Linked DNA regions of Lactuca sativa: region 2 is linked to region 1. Evidence: chromatin contacts called from public Hi-C data. All regions are on one chromosome and are shown on one strand. Each heading gives the region's core, a stretch centred on a gene start, on an enhancer-like site or on the middle of the called end of the contact. The rest is flanking DNA. Distances are from core to core; before and after follow the strand shown.

Evidence for each region. Hi-C and Micro-C count contacts between places; a contact is called where the count stands out from the background.
Region 2: a contact with region 1 is called in a Hi-C map of leaf, with 4 times the contacts expected there. The contact joins the promoter of LOC111916111 here to the promoter of LOC111916077 in region 1. A contact is called at or near these places in 2 of 4 Hi-C or Micro-C datasets (leaf and seed).

The regions. Positions count from the first base shown.
Region 1 is chr1:151,751,941-151,757,504 of Lsat_Salinas_v11, forward strand. LOC111916077 (disease resistance protein RPV1) reads left to right here and starts at 2,620. Exons shown (of 10, transcript XR_006183161.2): 1 at 2,620-2,837; 2 at 4,464-5,067.
Region 2 is chr1:151,880,433-151,885,996 of Lsat_Salinas_v11, forward strand. It overlaps LOC111916111 (disease resistance protein RUN1), which reads left to right and starts at 3,458. Exons shown (of 7, transcript XM_023911746.3): 1 at 3,458-3,631; 2 at 4,199-4,947. The coding sequence starts at 4,415.

The sequences.
Region 1 (5,564 bases), core at 1,370-3,869:
GTTAATTCTAGGTGAGTTCAATGTATAGGAACAATTGTATGTTATGTATTATATGTGCTATGTGCTTTTCAGTGTTATTATTCCGGGTTATTTTCCCGTGTTATTTTTATTCGCTATTTTTATAGCAAATGTAATACCTTTGACCATGTAATCAGTGAAAGGACTTAGATTCACATTGGTACTGGTATGTAGCCTCTGTCCATGTAGAGCATGTCTCCGTAAGAGAATGACTTCTATTCTATGGCATTAACAAACGGTTAGACATGATTATAAGCCTGAAATCTAACAAGATGTTAATCAGAAATTGTATGTCTACTATGCCATTTGGGCCAAAGTTTTACTGATGTATATCAAGTATGGAAATTGTTGTGTCTCATTGATTGTATATCTTTGAATCATGTCATCGCATGATATGAAAAGCTTAATACATGATTCTCATATGCCTTTGTTGTTCCTTGTTTCTCTTTGCTTCTGCCATATTGAAGTATATATATAACATAACGTTATATTGTATCTATTATTGAACTCACTAAGCATCACCGCTTAACCTATCAATATTTAACAATTGCAGGTGATAAGTAACCAGTATGATCTTATAATGTTGAAAGATTTAGAATAGTTTGTAATAGTACTTTTGTACTACAGTTTATGTTTGTATAAATTACAATATCCTGGGTAGTTATGTAATATATAACACTTTGTAATAGTCGGTTTGTATCCAGTAGTTTGTAATTTCTTTATCAATGTAATATATTGCTTTTATGAATATGCAAGTAGCATGTTTTGGAGTAATAATATTGTGAAGTATGAAAGTTTGGGTCTTTCAAAAATACGAAAGTTGGGGTCGTTCACATATTCTTACAGACTAAAAGTCTTATACATTTTAATATAGTTATAAATATTCTAAAAGAATATCAACAAAAATGAATGACATTCTTAAAAAATAACAACATTATGCTAAAATACTCTCGTTGTCCATGTTTTCTTCTCGAATTCTTGAATTCTGAAAGAATATTGCTGTTTTTAGATGTTGAATCCCGAAATTCTGAAAGAATATTGTTGTTTTTCTTCATTATTTGAGAATGAAGTATCATATATCTTTTTTTTCATAAGTTACCTCATCATTTCTGCATCATCCTAACATACATTAAATTCCAACAGAATATCTGAATCATGAATATTTGAAAGAAACACATGTTCATGCTTACATCACCACCAAAAATACACACCAACTTTTAGTTTTTGTTTTCTTCTTATTATCTACAAAACTCATAAGTTTTTAGTTTTTTTTTTATATAATTTTACTCAATTCAAATGGTTTAGAAAAACAAAACAATTAAAGCCAGTATATGCAAAACAAGATTCTAACATAAAATTGACTTTTATATTCAGAATCACTACAATAAAACATAGAAGAACAAGTATAAAAACAATTCCAAACCAATTACTGAATTAAACTTTTATAATCAAAGTATCTATTCAAAAGTCAAAGAGAAGAATTGATATTTCTCACTATCTGATTCTTTAAGAATGGGATAAACAATTAATGTATAAAAATTCCACTGCTTTAGAAATGATCGTGTGTCTCTACGGATTTAGATTGGGGAATTAATATTTCAAAAGTATATATTCAAAAGTCAAAGAGAAGAATTGATATTTCTCACCTCCTACTATTGTAATTCATACAGTTATCAATCATTAGTCTTAGTTGTCATTCTGTCTTCTCTCAGGCATAAACAGTATGTGTTATTTATATCCATTGTTTTAATAAAACCAAAACACAAATACAAATTAGAGTAGTATATGTCATCGTATATGCAATAACTAAGAACCAAAGATAGAAAATATAGATTAAAAAGAATCACATAAACATTAAATCAAACCTGTGGTCTTGTTGTTCAATAGTTGTCTTATGGTTCAGTATTGTCGGCTCAAAAACTCAAAATCAGATATGAAAAGAAAGACATAATCTTATTCTGACGACTTTAATTGAACATCTTTCAGGCATTCTATTTCAATCAATCTATTTTTTGCCACCATCTGTAAGCATGGAGGCATCAGGTGGATGGAAGGCGACGAATATGAAGATGAGGAAGAAGAGTAGTCGAATAGAGGATCTAGAAGTTGCTGTCATGATGGGGGATAAAAGGCCGACGGTGGTGCTCGGATGTATGAATCGATTTCTGGTGGAAATTAAGGTACAGAGGTATCAATGATTTGAGGAAGCCGTCGATGGTTAGGGATGTTGGCTTTGTAGGGTTAAACTAATTAAGGAGAGATTAATTGACTTAATTTTTACCATAATTAGATATAGTAAGTTTACCATTATACCTTTTTTTAATTTATTTAATGATTTATTATTCATGAATTCTCATTGGTGCATTTAGGCACATACTATTTGCTAGAAATATTTGAACCTAACTCTCTCTCTCTCTCTCTCTCTATATATATATATATATATATATATATATATATATATATATATATATTAATTAGGACCACTTTTGAAATTTTGTCTAAAAAATATATATATTAGACTAAAACAGCAATCTTTTAACAACCACAAGGACTATTTCTGTATTTTCTCTAGAAAATTTAACATCATTTTTGTAGAAGAAGAATTCAAAGAGGAAATATCGTGAAAGCCTCCTCTCAAGTCTCAATAGTTAAGGCAAAAGGAAAACCACACATTCTGTCTCAATTCCTTGCCGTCTCCCTTCCTTCCTCGTTGACTTGCCGTTTACCGGGGGGACTTTGCGCCGTTCACTCTGCAGTTTTCATTCGTCATCCGCTATTCTCACTGCTTCAGGTCTCGTTGTTATTCTGTAGCTAGGCAGGTAAATGTGAAAGCCCTTTCAGTTAGTTTCACATGTTAGACAGTTTTATCTTTTATTAACTATAAATCGCATATCTAATCATGTGTTTGTTCATAACATGGGATTGAAATTTCAATTAATTCTGTTACTTTTTTCAGTTTTGTATTTCAGTTAGGGTAGTGCAGAGTGCAACATGTACTTTCTTAATCCATCTACATCTTCCAACTCACAAAGACGATTCTCTACATATGATTCTTTTTGAACCTGAAGTCCTGAACAGTAACCTAAACGTGTTGAACTTGCCGACTTGTTGAAGCCAGATATTAAGAAGTATCGGTTGTTGTGGAGTGCTTTTAGGTGTTATATTCCATGAATAACAAATTAGGATTATATGCCGTTTATTTACAAATTGATAATGGATTTCTTTGTAAATCTAAGGATTAATATATAAAAGATCTTATACTTTGGGTTATTCGGATTAAACCTTTACTTTATTTTTTTCCTTTAAAAAGACCTTGCATTTTCCATATTTTCCGAATAATCTTCTGCTTAGTTTAAGGGTTAATTTTTCCATTTTTTTCTTAAAAGAACTTGCATTTTTCTGGAACCCAGATTAAACCTTAACTTTATCGTGTCAAATGGGAAGGTTGTTTCCGAAAAGAAGGAAAACTCTGAGGGTTTTTCTGTAAAAATTTGTAAAACCGGAAGATTACTTACCAGTAAACCAAATCAGAAAAAATGAAAAATAAAAAAAATAAACAAGGTCATTTTTAGGAAAAAAAAATAATGTTGAGGTTTAATCCGGAAAAAACCCAAATTATAGGGTCTTTGATGATATTAACCTTATATTGAACACCTATAATGTCGGGCAAAGCCCTCTTTGTAACATAATTAGCCCTCTTTGACATGCTCATTGTTGCAGAAGGGAAAACTCGGCCTAGCTGAACACTCATTGTTCTAGTTCTGCTTTTAGTTTTCTTGCATGGAGCAGGGATTATATCTACTTTTAAATGCAATAACTCTTGGACACTTTCTCAACTGCGATAACTCTTGGATTATATCAATCCCTTTGATAGTATTTTCATGTGGATGTTGTGATTAAAAGTAAGGTTTGGTTAACTTGAAGTCATGTTCGAGGGGCATTACAAAGCAAAGTCGTCACATTGTTACTTGCATGTAGATAAATCAAACTTCTATCATTTGGATAGATAAATCAAATTTAACAAGATTGTTCTTGCCAATATAGGGGGATCTACAAACAACCATTTCAAGAAACTTATATATTCTTGCGTTTGGATCTTTTAATTGTTTGTTCTTATCTAGTGAAATTTGGAAATTGCCAATACGTTTTTGCAATTCCCTTCCTAGGATGTAATAGTGCATCTTGTAGTTGTTTCTAGAATGGTATTTGGTGTTGATTTGTTTGAGGATTGTTTAACTTAACTTTAGATGGAAATTATTTAGACAATATTAGGGATGTCTGTGGTGGATTAATCAGATTAAAGTATTACTGTCAGGTGCATATGTATTGTTTTTTAGTCGTTTACAAAATTTATTTTAATGATTATAAGGTATTATTGTTGAGGTTATATTCTTTGATGAGATTTAAGTTACATAAGGTATTAAAATTTTTTATTTTTTGTACAGACATAATTGAGGAAATCCTGGGATACAAAAGCTTCAGAATACAAGCTTCAAACCAACGGTCATAGATCATAATGGTTGTTCTCTCTGAACTTTGTGAAGGATCTTCATCTTCTTCATCAACTCAAGCTCATAGATATGACGTATTTTTAAGTTTCAGAGGTGTTGACACTCGTCATGGTTTCACTAATCACCTTTACAATGCACTCATGCATGCCAATATTAGTACCTTCTTTGATGATGAAGAGATTGAAACAGGGGAAGATTTGAAACCAGAATTGGAATATGCCATTAAATCATCTAGGGCTTCTGTTATCGTGTTGTCCAAAAATTATGCTACTTCCACATGGTGTCTTGATGAACTGGTGTTGATCCTTGAGCAACGTATGAAATCCAATCATATTGTCATCCCCATCTTTTATCATGTTGAGCCCACCAATGTCAGGAAGCAACAAAGTAGCTTCGGAGATGCAATGGCTAAGCATAAACAGAAGATGGAGGTAGAGACAAATTCAACTAAAAGAAATCAATGGGTTCAAAAGATAGAGCTTTGGAATAAAGCGCTTAGAGAAGTTGCTGACTTAAAAGGGAAGGATGCAAACGGCAGGTAACCACTTTCTTAACCATATTTCCATACTCCTTTAATATTTTTTAATTAGCATATTAAAATTCAATATCATCTTTTCCGTATGCATTTCAATACGTCACTTCGTATACATCATACGCATATTTTTTGATGCATTAAAACTGGACAAAGATATGCTTTAAATTGAATCTAGTTTTTGCAATTATGTGATATCACAAATTAATTTGTATAGGCTGGTTAAACCATCCTGGTAATTTTAACACATTTGCTATGCATTTATTATTTTATCACAAATTAGTTCATGTAGGTAAATCATTTTAATGATTTTATATGCTTTCAATTAATAAACCAACTATTGAACAGTTGTAACGCATGTAATATTTTTGTATATCTTTCTACCTTGAAATTATATCATCTTTTATTATCATATTTTAATGCTTTTACTTGTAAGTATTAAAGGTTAACTTATAACTGTTCACTGACATTTTCTCCAGATTTATGCAAAACCACATTGGGAT
Region 2 (5,564 bases), core at 2,208-4,707, 130 kb after region 1:
GCCTTAGGTTAAATGATTCCAAGACTCCATCCTTTTGGAGTTGGGTGATGCGTTTATTGTTAATCTGCCTAAGACGACAATGCCATATGCATGCCTTGTCTACACCATTAGACAAATCAATATGAAATACACTATTGCCTAAGCTATCAAGACAAGTCACAGTTTCATACACACCATTATAAGGTAAAGCTTCAAATATAAAAACACCATTTTTTTTTAAAACTAAAATTGAACCATTCAAATCATTAAAAGTGTAGTGAAAACCTTGTCTAAACAATGCATGAAATAAAATAATGTTTCGTGCCATTTCTGACGAGTAGCAACAATCAATTAAACTAATCCTAACATCACTACTAAGCACGAGCTAATAAGCCCCAATCTTGGTAACAGGAGAAGATCACCTATTTCCCATGATCAGATTCATCCTTCCATGCTCCACCTCCTCCCTTTCTTTTAGCCCCTACAAATCAGAACAAATGTGAAATCAACATCATGTATCAAGGACCCAAGAACGAGTAGATAGTGAGTTATTAGTTTGAATAGTTTATGTATCTGCCGATGATGGCTTCACTTGGCCATCCTTGATGTCTTCCAAGTATTTGGGACAACTCCTCATCCAATGACCCTTATCATCGCAATAGTAACAAATGACCTCTTTAAGGTCACTAACATCTAGAATTTCTGAGTTGGGCTTAGCCTTTGGCCCATTTCTTAATGACCCTACACGGGCCTTGTTCTTCCAGTTAGCTTTGGGAGTAGCCTTCCTTTTCTTCCCTTTACCTTTTTCAATGGTGAGAACGAGAGCATTAGCAGGAGGGGTTGATTTTTTCCCCTTCCATTTACCTCTTTGGGGCCACTACTACTCTTCGGTCAACATCTAGGTTCTATGTCTATCTTGGAGAAAATCTCCTTTCATGGTTCACGAAACGGCATCACGTTGTCTCTTGTTCTAGTGCCGAAGCCAAGTTCCGGGGGGGGGGGGGGGGGGGGGGTAGGTAATATAGTTGCTGACACTACTTGGCTATGTAATCCCCTTCTCAAACTTTATTGTCTATTGTCTTGTGCTACAATTGTCTGTTGTAACAATGTCAATGCTATGTACTTAGTCTCAAACCTAGTTCAGCACTAAATAGCCATGCATGTGGAAGTTGATTACATTTTGTTAGGGAAAGTGTTGCGATTGGTCATATGTGTGTTTTGCATGTCCCATAAGCGTATCAGTATGCACATATATTTACAAAGGGTCTTCCTACACAGTTGTTTCCAGATTTTGAAGATAATTTAAACATTCGAAACCCTATGCTCAAACTAAGGGGGTGTCTTAAATATATATTCTAGTTGGGGATATATATTCTAGTTGGGGATGTTTATTTATGATTGTGTAGTATAGGAACCCAATTGTAAATTAACTATATATATATATATATATATATATATATATATATATATATATATATATATATATATATATATATATATATATACCGATCAATATACACATCCCTATGTAAGAGGGATTTCCACAATTCTCAGTACTAATATATTTATTTTATTAATTTTAATATGTTAAAATATGAAATATGATCATATTAATACTAGATTTTTTTATTAATTATTATAATATTTTTAAAATGTTAATTTAGATATTCTGTTAAATCCAAAATATAAATCAAACTATCAAATCAATTTTAAAAAATTTAGACTATTTTTGAAAATAATTGAAAATGTTTAAATGTAAAACTAAATCAACATGTCAAATTAACTATAAATTTCTAAAACAATTTTTTTGTAATAATTGTAATTTTTCCAAATAAATAGTTTTTAAATTAATTACAATAACAATAGTTAAAAATTTGATAGCCTTATGAATTACATTATGTTACCTTATAAAGAAATGTCAAATACATAATTTCTAAATTAATTAAGCATAGTTAAAAAAAATTTGGATAAATTAGATTATAGCTTATTACCTTATTGCGGTAGGAATAAGCAGTTTTTGCAAAAGTGTTTGTGGTGGAATAAACAATAATAAGCAATAAGCAAGGGGGTGCTTATTAAAATCAGCTTATTTAACTTATTTCTACCACAATAAACTGATTTTTTAAGATTTATATCCAAACACTTAAAGTTAGCTTATTGTGATGGGAATAAACAATAAGCAAGAAGCACCCTATTTTTTTCCTATTCAAACACCCTTTAAGTCGAAAATTATATTTAGTTTCATTCACACGTCAGCTGCATGCATTGGTCATTAAACCATATATTTTTAATAGATGTTCTAATATGATTCAAAATCATTACAAATTTATATAACAATTTAGTGTAAGAAGCTATTATTTAATATCAATAACATAATTTTTTTCGATATGTATTTATCAAATTTTAACTCTATAATTTTACTCCACGGAAATGCATGTATATTCGACTAATAGTAATAATTTAAAAAAAAAAAAAAGGATAAGATGGTAAAGGCAAATGTATTTTCTTTGCCGACTTTAGCGATAGGGGTGGTATATACGACAAATTAAAACCAAGAGATGGAATCAAAACTTCGACCGAAGTTTTAATTTTGATTATACAATAGGTAATTTTTTTGTAATTTACTCCACGAAAATTAGTCTTTGTTACACAATTTGTACTTACATAAAAAATATAATAAATTACTTTTTGTCCTTGATTTTAGTTGATTGTTCGGTTTTAGTACTTAAAAAAATTAATTTTCTGTGTTATCATTAATTTGATTTTTTGTAACGCTTTTGCTTAGTAAAATAAGCATAGTGTCCTTTATTTGATTCATTTTGTATTTTTATTAGCTAGTTAGTATTATAAGTGTCTCTGATCCCCATATTCGATAAAAATGCCTCATCACCACCATTCTTCCCATTTCCCTGCTCTAAAATATAGGGTCTTCAAATTTTTAATACTTTATTGGCAATTTTCGATTACATTCTAGTTTCAAGTCTACAATGGAACATAATAGCTGTCCCTGCTTGGTCCACTCTCATGACCACCTTTATTATGTCCCCCTCAGTATTTCTTCATCTAGGAGAAAAACAGATCAAGATTTTACTGATATTCAAAGATGTCATCGGTGATAATTTCTTTTGTTGAAACTAATCATGAACAAGATCGATTATATAGGATTCATGGGATTGAAATTGTGGATAATATGGGTCACTTGGCTAAAAACCTACTCGGTATTGGACGAAATTATCATCGAATTAAAGGTTGGTGTCCTCTTATCCAAAAGTGGAGTAGATTTGATTTATATTTTTTTAGGTTCTGTCCAAGGGCACAATAAGGAGACTATCCACTATGGAATATGGGACTAAGAGCATGTTTTGAGGTTATTAAACAAAATTGAAACTTGGATAAAAACCTGGGATTTTAAATAAAGCATAAGGACCAAGTTTGTAACTTATTAAAAAATTTATAATGGGTTGATTAAAAAAAAAAAAAAAGACTCGACCCTCTCTCCTCTCTCTTCGAGACTCGGGTCGTCGTCTCACTCAATCGTTGACTGGCAGTTTCACTGAAGATTTACAGTGATCGTCGTTCGTTCTGTAGTTTTCGCTCATCTTCCTCCTCTTTCTAATCGCCGTTGGTTCTTCCTCTTTCCTCTTCACTTCAGGTCTCTTTTTTTTCCTCAGATAAATATGAAAACACATTCTTACTAGCTAGTTTGACTAATTGTTGACCAATTTCATCATCAATCATAAATCACATCATAATCATATGGGTTTTTTTTTAGAAAAAATCTATTATTACCAGATTGAAATATCGATTATTTGAATTGCATGTGTTTAGTTTTATATTTCAATTAGGAAATATACTTCCTCTATTTCTTTATAGTTTCCAATTCATTAATTCAGTCTTTTGTTTGGATCTTTTTATCGTGTTTGGATCTTTTTATTGTTTATTCACATCTAGTAAATGTTTGGAGTTCCCTTCATGAGATGTAACACTTAATTAACTGAGTAACCAATATTTACACAATTCAGATCTAAATTTATGGTGATTCTATATCCAAAATTATCTGCATATATGTTGTCTGTTTTTGAAGCAGTCTAATTCACATGTTTTTGAAGTCGTTCAGATATTTTATTTTGAAGCATATAAGGTATATTATTGTTGAGGTTATACTGTTTAATGAGATTTAAGTTGTGTATGGTATTAATAATGTGGATTTTATGTACAGACATTATGTATGGGATCTTGAGTTTGAGGCACAAGTGTGGAAAGGGTGGGATTTAAAAGCTTCAGAACACATTATTTTCTATCTGAGAGACACAAAATAGATAAATTGTGAAACCAAAATTCATAACCAATGATGTCCAGAGAAAACTGAGTTTTAGAGCTTATTGGAATTAATACACCACCAATATATAAGGAGATCATTGTCTCATAACTCATAATGGTTGTTCTCTCAGAACATTCAGAAGGATCTTCATCTTCTTCATCAACTCATAAAGGTCATAGATATGACGTATTTTTAAGTTTCAGAGGTGTTGATAATCGTCATTTTACCACTTACCTTTATAAGGCACTCATGGATGCCAAAATCACTACCTTCTTGGATGATGAAGAGATTGAAATAGGGGAAGATCTGAAACCGGAATTGGAGAGTGCTATTAAAGTATCTAGGGCTTCTATTATCATGTTGTCTAAAAGTTATGCTACTTCCATTAGGTGTCTTGATGAAATGGTGTTGATCCTTGAGCAACGAATGAAATCCAATCATGTTGTAGTCCCCGTCTTTTATCATGTGGAGCCCACCCATGCCAGGAAGCAAAAAAGTAGCTTTGGAGATGCAATGGCTAAACATAGACAGAGGATGGAGGCAGAGACAGATGCAAATAAAAGAAGTAAATTGGCTCAAAAGATGGAAAAATGGAATAAAGCGCTTGTAGAAATTGCTGGTTTAAAAGGGAAGGATATAAATGGAAGGTAAGTACTATCTTATCCTGTTATCCATATTTCTACACTCCTTAAGTTCTTTATTAATTAGTGCATGAAAAGTCAAAATCATGTTCTCCTTATGAGTTTTAATGAGTTTCTTCATAATCACCAAATAGGCATATTTTTTGATGTATCTAAAGTGGATAAAGAAATGCTTGCGACTGAATCTAGGTTTTGCAATTATTTGATCTCATGATGTTCTTCATATTGGTAGGTTAACCATCCTGCAATTTTTGACATATTTGCTATGCACACATATTATTTTATAATAAAAATACTTCATCTGGATTATACCATTTTAATGAATTTTATATGCCATCTGTAAAAACGAAAACAGTTAGTCCCTTACAATGCGACTACATATTTTTATATCTTTCTTCCTTCAAATCATATCATATTTTGTTATGCTACATAATTTCTCTGGCTTGTACGTAGTAATGTTTAACCTATAGTTGTTATGTGACATTTTGTTTAGATTCGTTCAAAACCACACGACGTTGATATTTAAGTTTGATGGTCTTACGGAAACATATGAAATTTGGTGGCCCATTAATGAAATCTTGTATTGCATTGGTGGTTATGGTCTTATTATAGATAAAAATTAT